Linked DNA regions of Thunnus thynnus: region 1 is linked to region 2. Evidence: chromatin contacts called from public Hi-C data. All regions are on one chromosome and are shown on one strand. The core of a region is the stretch at or near the end of the contact, and the rest is flanking DNA. Distances in the headings are between cores, read along the strand shown.

Region 1 (3,192 bases), core at 456-2,955, 210 kb before region 2:
TCTGGTCGGGCCCTTGTAAATCCTCATAGCCGTCAGAAATCTCAGAGTCACTCCTCCCGTCTAGTTTTATATCTGAATGCAGGTCGTCCTGGTCGTCCAAGTCGTCCTTGTTCTCGATATTTTCCGTGTCGATGTTCTCCAAGTCGATCTCCTCCTCGTCCTCCCTCTTGTCCCCCTCCTCCCCCTCGTGATCGCTGGGGTAAACATTTCCCTCTTCGTCGGTGCGGTTCCGGGGGGCCCAGGTCATCTTGTTCTCCTTCTTTAGCCTCCTCCTGGCGTTGGCGAACCAGGTGGACACCTGGGTGAGAGTCATTTTGGTGATGATGGCCAGCATGATCTTCTCGCCCTTGGTTGGGTAGGGGTTCTTGCGGTGTTCACTGAGCCAGGCCTTCAGGGTGCTGGTGCTCTCCCTGGTGGCGTTTTTGGGTCTGGACGGGTCACCGAACTGATATTGGCCATATGGATAAAAAGCAGGGTGATGGTGGGCAAACCCTGGGTGCTGGACACCGGGACTGTCTTTCAGTTCATACTGAGCCCCCTGCAAAGACAAAGAATCCAAGAGTCAGAGGGATTTATCAGACTTAAAAATTAATACCATAAACAAATACTTGTTCTGAAATTCTTCTTCATGACACATATTATCATGATCCCACAGTAAGCTTTGTGGATTTACAGCAATAAAACAATAATGAGGTTATCATTGAAGTGTAAACAAACAAAATGGTTAACGTATTTTTTGTCACAACTTAAATTGTTATTCACGTCCCACTAGCCTAAAAAATGAACGAAATTTTGTGATATTTTTAATTTCTATAAATCAAATACTTCGAAGGAAAGACTTCACTTTTACAAACTTATAGGCTACCCCACCTATACCTGTAAACCTCCCACAGCACTTTACACCATTTTATTCACTCTTTATTCACTCAGTTTTCTATTTTTTTCGGCTAAACCTTCAACCGAAAGCTCGATTTGTTAATGTGTTAATTTTTAACCACTTTTAACTCATTTTCACAAAACAATTCAACGACAAAGTTCACCACGGCGCTCCTAAAGTTTACACTTAAAAAGTGCCAATAAAGCTCACGTCGAGGCCCGCGTAGTTTCATCGTTTCTTTTAAAGTGTAACATGTAGACTGACTTATAAGAGACTTAACGAGAGCAAAGAGTTACTCACCAATTGATTGAAAATTGATATATCGTTTGAGTAGGGGAGAAACGCTCCATAGCCTTGCGCTGCTGCGGCGAAAGGAGATCCATACATAGTGGAGAGGACGTTGGAGAGTGCGCCGGACGGACTGAGCTCTGTCCCGGCCCGGGCATTGCTGGCGATCCCCTGGCGCTCCGGTGGGTATATCGGTCGGATGTACTGATATCCCAGCTGAGGGAAAGACATGGTGGCAGGAAAGGGGGAAAAAGTCTGCTGCAATCACACAAAGCAAGGGAATTGCCTCGATATCCACTTTTACAGTGTGAGCATGTGAGCAACAAAAGGTGCAAGCAAGGGAAGTCTATATTTCCTCGGGAACAGCCAGTGTAAACGATCCGGTTGCGCCCCTTATTTCTTCCTCTTCTTCTTCTTTCCACCCTCACTTCCCTATTGATCTGGATGGACTAAGGTCAGGTCCTTACAGATTGCTTTAGATTATTGGGACTCCCTTGCTCAGATTGACATTTCTAGTCGTTTAGAAGCCCCTCCTATTTCTCAAATCTCACCCCTCTCATGCACACCACACACCAAACAGCGCTCTCTCTCTTTCTCCCTCCCTCCCTCCTCTCTCTCTCTCTCTCTCTCTCTCTCTCTCTCTCTCTCTCTTTCTCTCTCTCTCTCCCTCTCTCGGATAAGTGCACTGACTTCGCGAGCTCTTATTTGAATGGGGTTTCAAATCTCATTTTATGGCTCGCCAATCTATTTCATTTGTTATTTGTTCTCGTCTGTCCTACCACCGTTTTTTTTGTGTTAATTCACATTTTTTTTTGTCCGTTTGCACAACTGTAAATATTTGGTGTCAGTGACTGATTAACTTTCTTTGTCTGAAGTTTCTTTTTAATACACAAATGCAGAAGAAAGTTGCCGAACCAAACTTGGAGACTCATCTCCAAGAAGGTATTGGTTAAATAAAGTAAAATTGGGGAGTAAAAGCTGAGTATAAACCGGTTTCAGCTCCTTTTCTAATAAGGGGATAGACTTTACATACACCTTTTTAAATTGACATACGTTTAAATTCTCCCAAATCTTAATGGCCAGTATCAAACGCACGTAAATCACTAACAGAAAACCTGAAAATAATTATGAAGTAATGTCTTTGTAAGTACTGTCGGTGGTCATGTTTTGCAATGACCCTATATCACAGGTTATACACACCTATTTATCGCTACATCACTGGGTGCAAGCTGTGTTTTCTTACACCGGGTTTGAGGTGTTATGGGCTCTTGGTGGCAGGCGAATCGCAGTCAATTCATTCTTTAATTTGAGACATCAAACGGGTCCCGTGTAGCCACTTGACATCAAAGAGAGAGCTGATGATAGACGCATTACACTGTTAATGAAGACTAAGTGTAAAGTAACAGCAATGATAAGTAATAAACATTGGACTGGAAAGATGTTTATTCTGGTGAAACAACACGCGGATTTCAATAAACAAAGGCAAAAAATAAATAAAATAAAAATAAATAAATAAACAAATGGAATAAAATAAAATAAAACAAATAGAATAACCATCTTAATAATAATATTAATAATAATAATAATAATAATAATAATAATAATAATAATAATTCGTGAATAAACATATGGTTCGAAGTGAGTCAACAAATAATTTAGGCTACTGTTTTTAAATGAAAGATCTTAATCCACTAAAATCCGGAAAGACCGCACCTTCAAGAAATCCATTTGATAATTTTGATTCAACCTGATGTTTCTTGTAAATAATACGGATTAAAACAAAACAAGGGAGTCAGAATTGAAATTCCGTGAATCAATATAGAAAAGTGTGTACGGGACAACCATAATCGCATTTCAACTCGACTTTGTACCAGCATCTGTTTTGTTAATCGTTTGCAAAACAACACCAGAGGTTGAATTATTATTTCACGCACTTTATTTGAATGTGGTAAGTCTCAATGCAATACTGACAGCGAGATGAAATCTCATCAATCTCAGTTTAGTTTTGATAATGCGATCCGGGTTTC
Region 2 (3,403 bases), core at 510-3,009:
CTGCATGTAAATTTGCATCAGCTCACACTGGCGTAAAATATTCTGAGATGTTTTCTTTTATATCTCAGGAGATATATCACGGACAACAATTTCACTTGAAACTTTTAACATAGATAATAATAAGGCTACATTATGTTTATTCCCCATCGTTAAACCTACATGAAGAGGGATGATTATTGTCAGTGGCAGCGGATCAGTTTGGTCCTTGTTGCAGCCGTTGTGATGAGGAAAAAGTTCCAGTAATTATTTGATTGTCTAAACACTACAGGAGGCTGTGAAACTAGGTCTCATCGTATCACTGTCATCTGATTAGGCTATACTGTAGGGTCGCTTTGTGTATCCATCCTCCTTTCTTTCTTTCTCTCTCTCTCTCTCTCTCTCTCTTCTTCTTCTTCTTTTTTTTTAAAGTCTGCGTCGGCTCCCACTGTACCAGCGTCATCATTCTTTGCTCTCTAGAGGTTTTCAGAGCGTAAAAAAACACGTGACAGTGTGTGCACACACTCTTTAGCAGCGCCTACAGCGATCCCTTTCGGCTTATCTGAGACTTGAACTGGAAAGTCAATCACCACAATGAAAATGGCTTTTTACATGTCTGAAGCAAAGTGAATAATAATCATAATCGGCTACCAATATTTTTTTTTAAAAGCTAATTTAGTGATCAAATCAGGTGCATTTATTTCTAAAAGCCCTATAATTAATCATTATTTTCCATATTGGCAATAATAATAATAATAATAACAATAATAATAATAATAATAATGATAATAACAATAATAATTAAATGCATTGAGCATCACATCAAAAATGTGTTTGGCAGACTGGCGTCTTTTGTCTATTAAATATAAAAAAGTAATTGCTGATAAGAGTGTCATGTTAAATAAATCTAGAATATAAATCTGGGATTTACAATATTTCAACATAGAAATGTATCTGCAGTGATCAAATGAGATTAGGCTACATCCACTGGTCCTGGCGGATTTGGTGTAGTTGGCACTATCTGTCCTGGCTTGAGGGTTTATGACTTTCTGGGAGTGTATCATCTGACTGCTTTTTTCAAGGATATACTGCAAAAACTATGTAGCCGTCACCACCGTAAATCCTTCTAACACAAGTGACGGCGCAGAGAAAATATACTTCTACAATTACTACATATACATGTTGGTAAGGAAAAGTTTGTTTACATTAACTATTACGATACAGCTATTCGGCCGAGTGCTGTTTGCGTCATCTTACTTTTACAGTTGTCATATATCTTACCAATGCAAAATGCGTCTGGCGTTAGGAAATCGAAGATTTTTTTCAATAGCAGTAATCCATCTGAAACTCCCATTGCGGATTTTAACACAAGTCGCGCGGAGATCACGAAGCATCAGTCTGTTGATTTAACGCGCATATTTAAAATGACGACTTTTTACGCACAAGGAAAGAATAACAAAAAGAGTGCAGCAGTGGAGCGCCTTTTTTTTTTAAATTCCTGCCGGTATCTTGCAAGCCCATATCCTGGCATACAACAGCCGATTTGTTATTGATCAAGTGTGAAAGTGGAGAAAAAAAGAAGAAAGTTGGGAGTTGACAGACTCGCGTGATGTCGCCATCCAAAGGGGGGCTGCCAGGCGCACTTAAGACTTACTGCAACGATCCTTGTTAAAGAGGAAAAAAATAGAGAAATAGACGGATTGTTAGTTAACGCGAGAGAGGGATGGAGGGGGGTGAGGAAGAAACAGAGAGCGAGCGAGCGAGCGAGCGAGAGAGAGAGAGGGGGGGGGGGGGGAGAGAGAGAGAGAGAGAGAGAAAGAGAGAGAGAGAGAGAGAGAGAGAGCATGGATTTGGGCAGGGCTGTGGTTACCCAGCACAAGCTTGCCTTTTCCTTCGGTGACTACACCCCAAGAGGAGGAGCGTAGTGTGCAGCGTAGTAGGCGTCAGGATCCTCAATTTCCAACTTAGCATCTTGGCAGGACATTTTCCCAAGCAAAGCCCCAGTCCGACGGGTAAAAAAAAAAACTTCTGCACGGGCATGAGAGCGGCGGTGCAACTCAGATAAGGGAGCAACAGAAAAACAAAACGAGACAACATATCCGACGGGCAGTGGCTGCGACCAAAATAATCCATCCAACATCTAAGCTCTTTTTTATTTTACCACTTTTACTTTTTTTGTCCTCACCGTTGTCATTTAGAAGCGGGGACAGACAGCGGGTCTGCAGACACACGGCTCTATGCGCTCCGACAGCAGCGCATGAGAAAATAAAGGGGGTAAAGTGCGCAAGTTAAGTGGCTTACACTCTCCGGGCTCCAGCATGGCGTATCCTCAGGGCTACTTGTACCAGCCGTCCGCTTCTTTAGCCCTGTATTCATGCCCTGCGTACAGCACCAGCGTTATATCGGGACCCAGAACCGAGGAACTTGGGAGATCCTCTTCGGGATCTGCTTTTGCGCCCTATGCCGGATCTACTGCGTTCACCAGCGCCTCGCCAGGTTACAACTCCCATCTACCATACAGTGCAGACGCGGCGGCAGCTGCCACATTCACCTCGTACGTGGTGAGTAAACTAAAGGTGATTATTCAGTCTAGTAAGAAGTAAAAGCGAGTATATTAAGTCGATATAGAAGCCTTAAGCTTCCACTGTGCGCTAGGAGCCAAGAGATTAAGAAGGAAATATGCGTTACTGAAGAGTGCATGGATATAAAATTACATAATGTCAGGTCCAGAAAACATGTTGTTGGATAAACAGAACTAATTTAACTGAGTAGTAGACAATTATACGGTTCTCAAGTAAATTGTAGTTTTTATGAGAAAGAGTGGGCAATGCTTTGCTTCTGCGCTCAGAACTGACTGCAACGCGCCGTGTGATGGCAATTTGGGTCATCTTTCCTATCATCTTATTCATCGTATTAGTTGCTCCAATTGGAAAACTTAAATATTGCAACTTTTGAAAAATGATGAAAGAAAATTCTGTTCTACTTTTGTTGTATTCCCAGTGAGTGATCGCAACATAAGTAATTCATAGGGACTGATACTAATGTAGGCCTAGTCACTACAAAGAAACATAATGTTGGGCCCATCATGCATAATGTCAATACGTTATAAAAAAAAAAAAGCAAATTGTATCATTTTAATGGCGGAAATAATAGCAGCTGCATGCCGACATCATGTAAATAATAACAAGGGAAAACAATAGAAGCACAAAATCCAATTTTAAATATCTGATCAAGTTGAAACAAACTCCATGAGAATATACTTCAAACTTGACCTACTGGAGGAAAGCCAATATATTTGTGCATGTGTGTGTGTGCGCGCGCGTGTGTGTGTGTGAGTGAGTGAGAGAGAGAGAGAGAGGGAGAGAGAGTCTGGGTCTCTGTGTGCACGTGCATGTCGATGGATGCGTGTGCGCGTATGTGTGTGTTC

The links. A called contact is a pair of places that touch in the nucleus more often than the background predicts.
Region 1: a Hi-C map of heart shows a contact between it and region 2, with 9 times the contacts expected there. The contact joins the promoter of irx3a here to the promoter of irx5a in region 2. A contact is called at or near these places in 3 of 3 Hi-C or Micro-C datasets (heart and muscle).

The regions. Positions count from the first base shown.
Region 1 is chr1:29,467,082-29,470,273 of fThuThy2.1, reverse strand. irx3a (iroquois homeobox 3a) reads right to left here and starts at 1,705. Exons shown (of 3, transcript XM_067594806.1): 1 at 1,178-1,705; 2 at 1-538. The coding sequence starts at 1,396.
Region 2 is chr1:29,256,651-29,260,053 of fThuThy2.1, reverse strand. irx5a (iroquois homeobox 5a) reads left to right here and starts at 1,759. Exons shown (of 3, transcript XM_067594767.1): 1 at 1,759-2,552. The coding sequence starts at 2,295.